Linked DNA regions of Mus musculus: regions 1 and 3 are each linked to region 2. Evidence: chromatin contacts called from public Hi-C data. All regions are on one chromosome and are shown on one strand. Each heading gives the region's core, a stretch centred on a gene start, on an enhancer-like site or on the middle of the called end of the contact. The rest is flanking DNA. Distances are from core to core; before and after follow the strand shown.

Evidence for each region. Hi-C and Micro-C count contacts between places; a contact is called where the count stands out from the background.
Region 1: a Hi-C map of cortical neurons shows a contact between it and region 2, with 6 times the contacts expected there. The contact joins two enhancer-like sites. A contact is called at or near these places in 5 of 484 Hi-C or Micro-C datasets (the N1E-115 cell line, adipose-derived mesenchymal stem cells, cerebral cortex and 1 more) and 2 of 115 datasets of contacts at active chromatin or transcription factors (astrocytes and embryonic stem cells).
Region 3: a contact with region 2 is called in a Hi-C map of cortical neurons, with 3 times the contacts expected there. The contact joins two enhancer-like sites. A contact is called at or near these places in 1 of 39 promoter capture datasets (the C10 cell line), 1 of 15 datasets of contacts at CTCF or cohesin (pro-B cells), 25 of 484 Hi-C or Micro-C datasets (3T3-L1-derived adipocytes, the C10 cell line, the G1E-ER4 cell line and 14 more) and 2 of 115 datasets of contacts at active chromatin or transcription factors (astrocytes and microglia).

The regions. Positions count from the first base shown.
Region 1 is chr6:34,192,029-34,195,302 of GRCm38.p6, reverse strand. No RefSeq gene overlaps it. Among named protein-coding and RNA genes, the nearest start is that of Gm32533, 3.5 kb to the left of the region's middle. Within about 2 kb of position 1,357, at least 25 of the 459 cell types and tissues checked have an H3K27ac peak or open chromatin away from gene starts, as enhancers often do. A contact at or near this core is called in cortical neurons, where this site is marked.
Region 2 is chr6:33,404,409-33,407,354 of GRCm38.p6, reverse strand. The region is part of intron 7 of Exoc4 (exocyst complex component 4); the gene reads right to left. Among named protein-coding and RNA genes, the nearest start is that of Gm38785, 37 kb to the left of the region's middle. Within about 2 kb of position 1,589, at least 9 of the 459 cell types and tissues checked have an H3K27ac peak or open chromatin away from gene starts, as enhancers often do. A contact at or near this core is called in cortical neurons and forebrain, where this site is marked.
Region 3 is chr6:33,928,437-33,931,622 of GRCm38.p6, reverse strand. All of the region lies in intron 17 of Exoc4 (exocyst complex component 4), which reads right to left. Among named protein-coding and RNA genes, the nearest start is that of Gm13853, 62 kb to the left of the region's middle. Within about 2 kb of position 1,697, at least 48 of the 459 cell types and tissues checked have an H3K27ac peak or open chromatin away from gene starts, as enhancers often do. A contact at or near this core is called in cortical neurons and forebrain, where this site is marked.

The DNA of each region.
Region 1 (3,274 bases), core at 108-2,607, 790 kb before region 2:
CTGGAGAAACAACTTGTTGGTTAACATCATCTGTGGCTCTAGCAGAGGTCCAGGTTCTGTTCCCAGCACCCACACAACAGCTCACAATTGCCTCCCATTTCAATTCCAGGAGATCTGCTGCCCTCTTCTGGTGTCTATAAGCACTGCATGGTACACTTACATGCAGAGAAACTCTCATATATATTTAAAATAAAAATGAATAAAGTTTTTTTTTTAAGACTATCAATGTCATTTTTAAGAAATCAGAGCAGGCTGACTTCAGGTGCTCAGGAAAGACCTTCCCCGAGGAAGGAACATAGTAAGCACAGAATTAAAAGAAAGAAGAAGCCCAGTCTTCCCAGCCAAGATGGCGCTGTCACAAAAGGAACCCAGCATGGCTTGAGAGCAGTTTGTCCAAGAAAGAGCAGGAGGTGGGGACCAGCCCACAAGCTGGAGTGCATTGAGGAGTCTTGCCAGATTCCTGGGTGACAGTCTCAGCCATGATGAGGCCAGGGGCCGCTTGGGCCAGCAGTTAGAACTGTCATGAATGTAGCCACTGGAATCAAACAGATCTGGGTTTTCGAAAGTTTCACAACCTGCTGCCAGGTTTGGAAAGCTGCTGATCCCTGTAAGCCTCACCGTCTCCATCCATAAACTCGATAGTGCATGAACAATCCCTCCCGAGGGGGTGTAAGCTGTGCAGAAGGGCCAGAACAAGGGCTTACACCTCTGCCAGCATTACTAAAGCCAATGGTGGCATGCTCTGGGCCATTCTTATGCCTTTCAATAAACGTGCATTAATTTCTTACACTGTAATGTACATCCCTCTATTTCCTATGCTTGGGCTGGCCACATAGCCAGACTTTTCGTGAGATTTGCAGACATACAAAATAGCAGTAACTTTTTCACCAGACTTACAACTCAATTCAGAAGGCAGGAGCTGAAAGGGAAACAAAATATGCCTTTGAATTTCCAGCCTGCCTGTCAAGAAAGATTATCACTAAAGCTATAGACACACGCCATGGAGACCTCTGCCCCTCACTTATTTTGAAGTTCCGTCTTACGTGCTCAGGCTGCAGAGAGATAGAAAGGACGATGGCCAGAGGCCAAGAGGATAAACATAATAAACACAGCAATAGCGTGAGACATGACAAAAATAAAAGGTACAGAGAGGGTTAGAAGAACTTAATGATGGAACCTAGGAATCTATCCGTTCCCTGCGTTTGCTTGGTTAGAGATGAATTCACAATACAGATGTTTATGTGTGAGCATCTCAGTTAGGCATTATGATGGGAGCTGAGCACACACAGGGGCAGAATGTCATCCTTGCTCTCATGGAGAGAGCATTAGCTGTGCTGAGAAAACTGGTAAATGCTAGGCTGGGATTGCATACCAGACACTAGAGGGCAGTGGTGGAGCATGAATGGGTCACCATCCAGCAGTGCAGGCTTCCTGGAAGAATGGGGGCTTGTGGTCTGGGGTGCTTGGTTGAATAGCCTAGTAAGGACCACCCCACTAATAACGGATGCCCAAAACTGCCCGAGGTGAGTACGCAACATACTCAGCTGTGCTCAGTGTACTGAATATTCGCTCAAACAGGTGAGGGTGTGGGTGTTTTCACTCAGGGTGATTTCAGTACAATGAATTTCAGTTCTAAAATAGATTTATGATCGGGAAACTCTTCCTCAGTTAGCATGAGCTCGTTGCTAGTGGCATTCAATCTTTAAAGAATCATTTTGATGGTATATAATCGCAATTTTATGGTATATAGTGTGTTATATTTTGTTGTGCACAAGTATTAAACTATTGCTTTGTTGTTGTTTTTTATATTTTCTAAAGATTTATTTTATTATTTTGTATATATGGGTGGTTTTCCAGAAGTCACAGAGCTGGGCCTTGAACCTGCAAGAACAGTAAGAGCTCTTAATCACTGAGCCAACTCTCCAGCTCCAAGACTAATTTTTTTTTCTTTTTGAGATAGGCTTTCTCTACGTGGCTCAGGCTGTCTTCAGACTCAAAGAGATCCTCCTGCCTCTGCCTGCTGAGTGCTGGGGTCAAAGGCAGCTGCCACCACTCCTGTCTTGGGTAAAGTATCTACTCCCTTACACTTGGCCTTGAGAATCTTTGAAAGTTATTGCTGGCCTGGGAAGATGGCTCTGTGGGCAGAGTGTTTACCATGCCTGTATGACGACCTGAGTTCCAATGTCCAGAACCCATGGAAAAAAACAGACAAGGTAGCACACATTCCCAGCATCCTCCTACTGAGGGATGAGAGACAGAGTAAGACTCCACCAAAACTCAGGCCAGCTAGCCAGGCCTGCAGAGCGGGAACAAGAGACTGTGTTTCAAGCAAGGTGGAATCCAGGCACCTGGAGCTGGCCACTGACCTCCACAAGTATGCCGCGGTACATGTGTGCACTCACACACACCATATGCCCACACATGTATACACACAGACACACACACATACGGGGGTGAGGGGAAGAGGGAGAGGGAGAAGGGCAGGGAGAGAGGAGAGAGAATTAATGCTATTAACACTTGTGAGGAACACAAACATAGGTGAGGTGATTAACTTCGCTTAGCTTTACCGCTAACAAATGGCTTGCTGTCTCCCTGCTGTAATAAAACACGGGACTCTATCTCTAGGTGGAGGAGTGACCTTTTCTCCAGTTAATCTAACAAGGCAGAAACGCCCCCTAGGTGGGAGGGTTCCTCTGAGGATAACATAGATTTTCTTCCCAGAATTTTTGCCACACTAGGGGCAACCCTGTGAGCCCCTGTGAGGTTCCTGTGGGTCTGCACCCCACTCCCATCCCCACTTCCCCCACCCCACCCATCTCGTCTGTCTTTTTCTTTCGGATGCTGGTCAGAGCCCACTGTGGTCTCCTCAATACTCTGTATTGCGTCCCGCTCGACCGGCAAGAAAGACGCAACAAACCAGAATCTTCCGCGGCAAAAGCTTTATTGCTTGCTTCTCAGGAAGATTCCGAACCGGGAAAATGGCGCTGCTTTTATAACCCGCAGCGTGACGTTTCAGCACCTGATATGGCGTGACAGCTCCCGATTCGTTGCTTGCCCATCACCCCACTATTACACCCCGAGAATGGGAGTGACTAGGAGTGAATTCACTCTTGCACCTGCGTACAAAGCTTGTTTACTAGTTAGGCACAGCGGAGGCCCACGCCATCTTATAATGGCGATTGCTCGCGGCACACACAGCTCTCCTCAGAGATTACTGGCGGCACACATGCGATTGCTCGCAGCACGTACCGGCTTTCCACAACTCTGGGCTTCC
Region 2 (2,946 bases), core at 340-2,839:
TAGCAGCCTGACCATTCAGAATAACTGGAATCAAAAAAACATCTCATGAGCAAATTTATATATGCTACACAGTCCATGGATAGTGACTCACACACTTGATACTATAGAATGTTTTCTGTTCGCATATTCATTGGATGAGAACCATCTTGGTTCTCTCTCTTTGCAATTTACCTCACAGTAGTTGAGCAACTTAAAAACATAAAAAGCTCCTATGAGACAAATATAAGTAGCTAAATAGGATGATCTACAACCAAACCGCATAGGAGGGGGAAAGAAGACAGATGGCATGAAAAGCAGAAAAAGTCAGATTAAAAAAATAGAAGCCTGGGGGGTTAGTTCTGAAATTATGCATGCCTCTCTGTAGCTGAAAGGAGCCTTGGGCCTACTATACATCACTCACAAAGGGAAATATGGGAAAGCTCAGCAGAAGCATCACTACCAAGTTCAAGACGGTGCCCATCAATGACTAAGGTTTCTGGATGTTTTCATGGTGTTTGTGTGTGCTGCGCAAATGTGTGTGCATGTGTGTCTGCATCTCTCTTGGTTTCTGGGTTTTGTATTTCTGTGTTTGTTTTTTATTTTAGTTTGATTGCCTTTTCATATTTTGCCTTTTTTTTTTCTAAACAGAAAGAAAGAAGTTGTACATTTGGATGGAAAGACAGTGGGCAAAATCTGAGGGAGAAGAAATCTGAATTTATTGTATGTCCAGGCAGTGATGGCACATGCCTTTAATCCCTCAGATGCAGAGACAGGTAGATCATTCTGATTTACAGACCAGCCAGATCTACAGAGTTAGGTCCAGAAGAGCCAGGGCCACAGAGGAAAACCCTGACTCAAAACATAAGCAAACGAAAAAGAATATATTGTGCGGGGAAAAAAAGTTAAATAAAATAATATATAATAAAATAGAAAAATCTGAAGGTTCTCGGTATATTGCAACAAAAAGACTGAACAAGATAAATGCACATGATACAATTTTCCATCAGAACTTGTGTTCTAATGTTTATGCTTAAAAGATAAAATTCTCTCTTGTGGAAATCTGAGATAAGCTGAAAATGTGAATCTAAAACAGTATTTTAATTGAAAAGAACTGGGCATTACCAATCATCTTTTAAAGAAAATACAACATAGGAATTTACTCAAAATAAGTCTCACGCAAACAGAGACAGTGAGACAGTGAGAGACAGAGAGAAAGACAGCATGACATATCAGGATAATGATAAAGATTGACTGCAATGGCAAAGAGCCAGATGGATCTGTCCATGATCTCACAAGAGACCTGGCACAGGAGGGAAGGAAAATGGTTCTAACAAGCTGGATCTTTGAAGCAACATCAATGGTACATTGTTTTTCTGTTTTGTTTTGTTTTGTTTTTGGTTTGAAGTGTTTTGTTTTGTTTTGTTTATTTTATTCTGTAGTGACTCTAAGTAAATGTTGCAGGTTGTTCCTCTGCCTCCCTCTCTAGCAAACTGCCCCTGCAGTCATTGTACAATCTAAAGCATTTGCAAAATGATTTGGGAGGGAAGCTTTGCAATTTGCAATTACAGAAGAGGAAATATACCATGAATGCCAGAGGGGGGAGCTCAGAGCAAAGGGAAAGATCACAAGGAAATGGGCAAGAAAGAGATATGCTGAGAACAGGCCGAGCTTGCACAAAGTATCCTTTTCTTTTTCCAGTATTCTCTTCTGAAATATGTATTACAATACCCGCTGAACAATACCCCACCCCAGCTGAAAGAAAAGTAAATGGAAGTACTGCTGAGGGTAAGCAGTTTAAGCGATGGCCAGGTTTCTGAGTTCTTTGCTTTAGGGAAGTCTCTGGCACCCTGGCCTTTCCTTTCCAATCAGTTTTGATTGCGAATGAGACCACACAGTAGGATTGGCAGCTAATGATGCTGAAGGCACAGTGAAAGAATTAGCCCAAGACAATCATTATTTTTAAAAAGGTGCTTGGCCTCCTCCAGCTTCCTTTATATGTTTACTTCTAAAAAAAACAAAATGGAATTTTAATAGGCTCTTTTCATAATTGAGGCTGTGTGGATTCACTTCCCTTGTTACCACTAAGAAAATATAACTATTTTATCCAAGGGGGAGGGAAGCACTACCATAATCTCCTATAACAATTGCCAGTGACAGGCTTGGGGAATCAGCTAATGAAGACCAAAACCCTCTTCCAAATCTGTACTGTTCTCATCCCTTGTGAGAGATTTCCGTTCTCAATAGGGCCTATTTTGATGCTGGTTTTGTGATGCATTGGTGCTTTGAAACAGTAAAGACCTTGATTTTACATGGAAAGACAATGCTCCAAAATCAGGACCCAGGGAACAACCTTTACACCACCATCATCCTGTATCCCTTAGCTACAGCCACAACATTAGTGAGTATAAACTACCCTATGCTGGGCAGAATACAACAACAATCTGGTTGTCTAGAATTCAGCTGCAGGGCAGGCTCAGCTGTACTTGGTAAAAAGCTACAGGTCAGCTCCAGCACTGGTCACTCATCTCCATCAATTAGCAACTATTTACGAGCATGCTCACTCAGGACAACTGATAGAAGTACAAAGCACAAGGCCATAGCATAAACACACTTCTAGCTTCTGCTGCAGCAAATCTGTTAACATGTCATTGGTCATGGAAAGGCACATGTCCAAACCCAAAGTAAGGAACAAGGACTCATAAGGCTCCATGGAAAATAAAAGAGAGATATGGACCTGAGTTAGAAAATAAGCATGTGCTGAATATACTACAGTCTCAGACACAGCACTACAGGGGTGTCTACTGGCTTACACTCACAGCCTGACACTAATGATATTCTAAGGAATTCTATCGTCACTACACCAACAGGGATGGGGGAAAATGTCTGTATAAATTTGCCCATTATAACACCACTAGAAAATAGAAATTAAGTAAGAAAAATGATTGTAAATTATGATCATGTTAAAGT
Region 3 (3,186 bases), core at 448-2,947, 520 kb before region 2:
TTTGAGGAAGCCAGTCATATGAACCTGAGATGAGATAAACTTAACCATGTGGCAGGCCTCAGACTAGTTTAAACAGAATAGCTGAGTTATCAGCTAGCAGAAACAAGCCAAAGGGTCTAGGCATTTATTCATATATAAGAAGTCTCAGAGTCTTTATTTTGGGGAACTAGGGTGTGGGTGGGCTTCAGAACCACCTTGGGCCTCAGTCCTCAGGTGTCTCTAACTTCCTTTTGGACAGATGGAGCTTATTAAGTGAGGGGGATTGGACTTAGCCTCAGGAATTTACCTATCTCCTCTTCCCCAGTGCTGGGATTACAAGTGTGGGCTACCACACTCAGCTATTTTTATACGGGTTCTGGGGACTGAGCTCAGGTACTCCTGCCTCAGCCACTTATTGGATGAGCTGTCTCATTGGTCTGTGTTTCTGAATTTTAAACATGTTAGTTTCAACACTAAACTTTTATTTATAAAACAAGAAGGGGGTCAGCTTCCAGCTTCCAATTTTTCAGTAAGAATTCTACTAAAATCAATAAGTGATAGTTCTTGGAATTTTTACATAGAACAATGTAACCCAGTCCTTTCAGGCAGAAGAACAGCCTCACACGGAAGGCTAACTTAATTTCTTAAGCACGAGACCAAAGAGGCACCGAAGGATACATAAAGACAATCTGATGGGAGATCTTGGGCAAGTTATTTCTCATTTCTATTCCCTGGGATCTTCATTGCATAATAGCATCTGCCATCTATGGTATTCTCTGAGCAATGCCAGTGCCAGCAAATAAGCAACAGTGAACAGATCCATTGTCTGCCAGGAATTGGGAGGAACCCCAAGTTAGAAACTGACTGTATGCTATCACGACAAGAAGGAAATCTTATTTAACTAAGGCCTTCACACGTGAGGCATGTCTCGGAGAACTCAGACCTTAATTAGAGGCAGGCATTTTTCTGGGGAGATTATGAGTTCTCATTGTTTTCAGGCGCTCTGGAGGCTATGCAGGCTGGTGAGGCATGCTCACCTGCATCCAAAAAGCCCCAATTAAACCATTAATTAGAGACCAATTAGTTTCTGCAATGTATGAGATCTACTCTAAGTATAATAAACTTAAGAGAGGCAAGACCAGAAGAAAACGGTATAGGCAGAAATGGGTAGCAAAGTCAAAAGAAGGTTAAATTCAAGAAAAGTAACATTATTTAAATAATGTAATAGACGGTCCTTAAGAAAACACTCTTGGATATCAAATTATACTCATTTTTGTTTTATCACTGACTTTTATTAACAGGTACCTTTTTTTTATATCAGGCAGTAAAAGCTATAAAACCCATCACTTGCCTGTTTTTCCTGGCTGCCAGGAGTCAGAGCTAGCTTTATTATCACCGCTGAATTAAAGCTCCTTCTCAGAGCTTCTAGAGGTCATCATTATTAAAAGAATGTTTGGCAGAAGACTGGCCTCATGTGACCACAAATCCAAACAGAAACTGGTCAGATGAAGCCCTTTAAAGCGAAGCTTGCAAAAAAGGTTGGGATTGGAAGGGCAGACATGACTGGTGGCAGGATAAAGCTGGTTTCAAAATGACTGCGGAAACAGATGCAGGGAATATTTTGTTTCTGGCCGAGCAAAGGAGTCTGCAAGGGGAAGCAGTCAGTGTTCAGCCCAGGCACTGAAGTCTTCAGTCACAGGTCTGTCCTGACAGCTGTGGGTGCTTCCAGTAGGTGGCAGCACGGCATCGCTAATCCTATAGCAAGCTATGCCCCGGTCACTCCAGGAAAACTTAACCTTTTTGCAAAAAACCAAAACAATGTCCCTCTGCAATAAGCCTGTAGAAGATAAGTATACACAACAGCCCCCAAGGGAGGAATTCGACATTCTCAGTCATGGCCGAGGGCATTCCTAGACTTAGCAAAGTACAAAGGTCAAGGATGAAGCAGGGGTCCCACTTAGCACGTTTAGTTTCTGGGCTGGGCTCCTGGTACCTCGAGGAAGAATCTGGGTAGGCGAGCTCACGTGGGATGTGGGTGACTTAAAAAGAGACATGGCTTTCATTCATCCTGAAGGAGGCTGATCTGTGCACTGACAGGGGAAGTAGCATTTCTACTCAGGTAGCAGCATGGCTGTGTGCTCTGTGCTCTGCTGGCTTTATGCATCACCATCTTACTGCCCTTGGCCTATGGACCCTTCCTTTCCGAGGTTGGATGGCTCCATGCTGACGCTTCCCCAGGTCTGTTTGTTTACTCCCACCCTTTCTGTTAAGCTTCCTGTTGTGTCTTAGACACATCTGCTCTGAAGTCCCACAGGCATCTTACACATATCCTCACACTGTAGCCCAGTCCTCCCCGTTCCCCTACCTTACTTGCTGATTCTGTGTGTAGATGCTCCAGGGTCATCCTTAACTCCCGTTCCTCTGCCTCTGACATTCAACCATTACTTAAGTTGAGCTGGTTTTTAAACTCCGTCTTACTTCCCATATCTGTTTTTATTCCTGCTAGCTCTGAGCAGAATCATGACCACACCTTCAGCAATCACTTTACAACTGAGAACATTTACAACTGAGGTCCTACTCAGTTGGGGCTACTGCAGTGAATGCTATAAAAAGAGCCCTTGCCTATGGAGGTCCCATTCTATTGTGGGTAGACAAGGTGAACAATCAGATATAAAATAGGTTAGGTATATGATAACAGGAGATAAGTGAGGGCAAGGGAAATGATGAAGGGGATGTTTCGAGTTATAGGCAAGAAAGTGGCACCCACAGCTTACCACAGGGGATCTCACTTCCCCCAGACCTCATCTTTCAGGGTCCCTCACTTTCTGCTTGAATGGCTCTTCCCCAACTCTGGATAAATCCACTTAGTATTTAAATTATGCATCACTTCCTTACAAATTCTTCCTTGATTGTTCACCTCTCAGGATGATTAGGGAAATGTGAAAATGCGTAGGATATTTCCTTGACAAAGTTCTCTATTAATGTGGTATAAAACTTGAGCTACTCATTTTCTATGACAAATCATTTGGGACTTTTAAAGCTTTAAAGCTCAACATAAAAAAAACTTACTGCAATATAATTCAGCTACCATACAATTTCCATATTTGAAGTATAGAGTTCAAGATCATTTAATATATCCAGAGTTGTACAGCCATCTGCAAAATCTATTTTAGAACATGTTACTCATTCCCAAAAGAAATCCTGAGT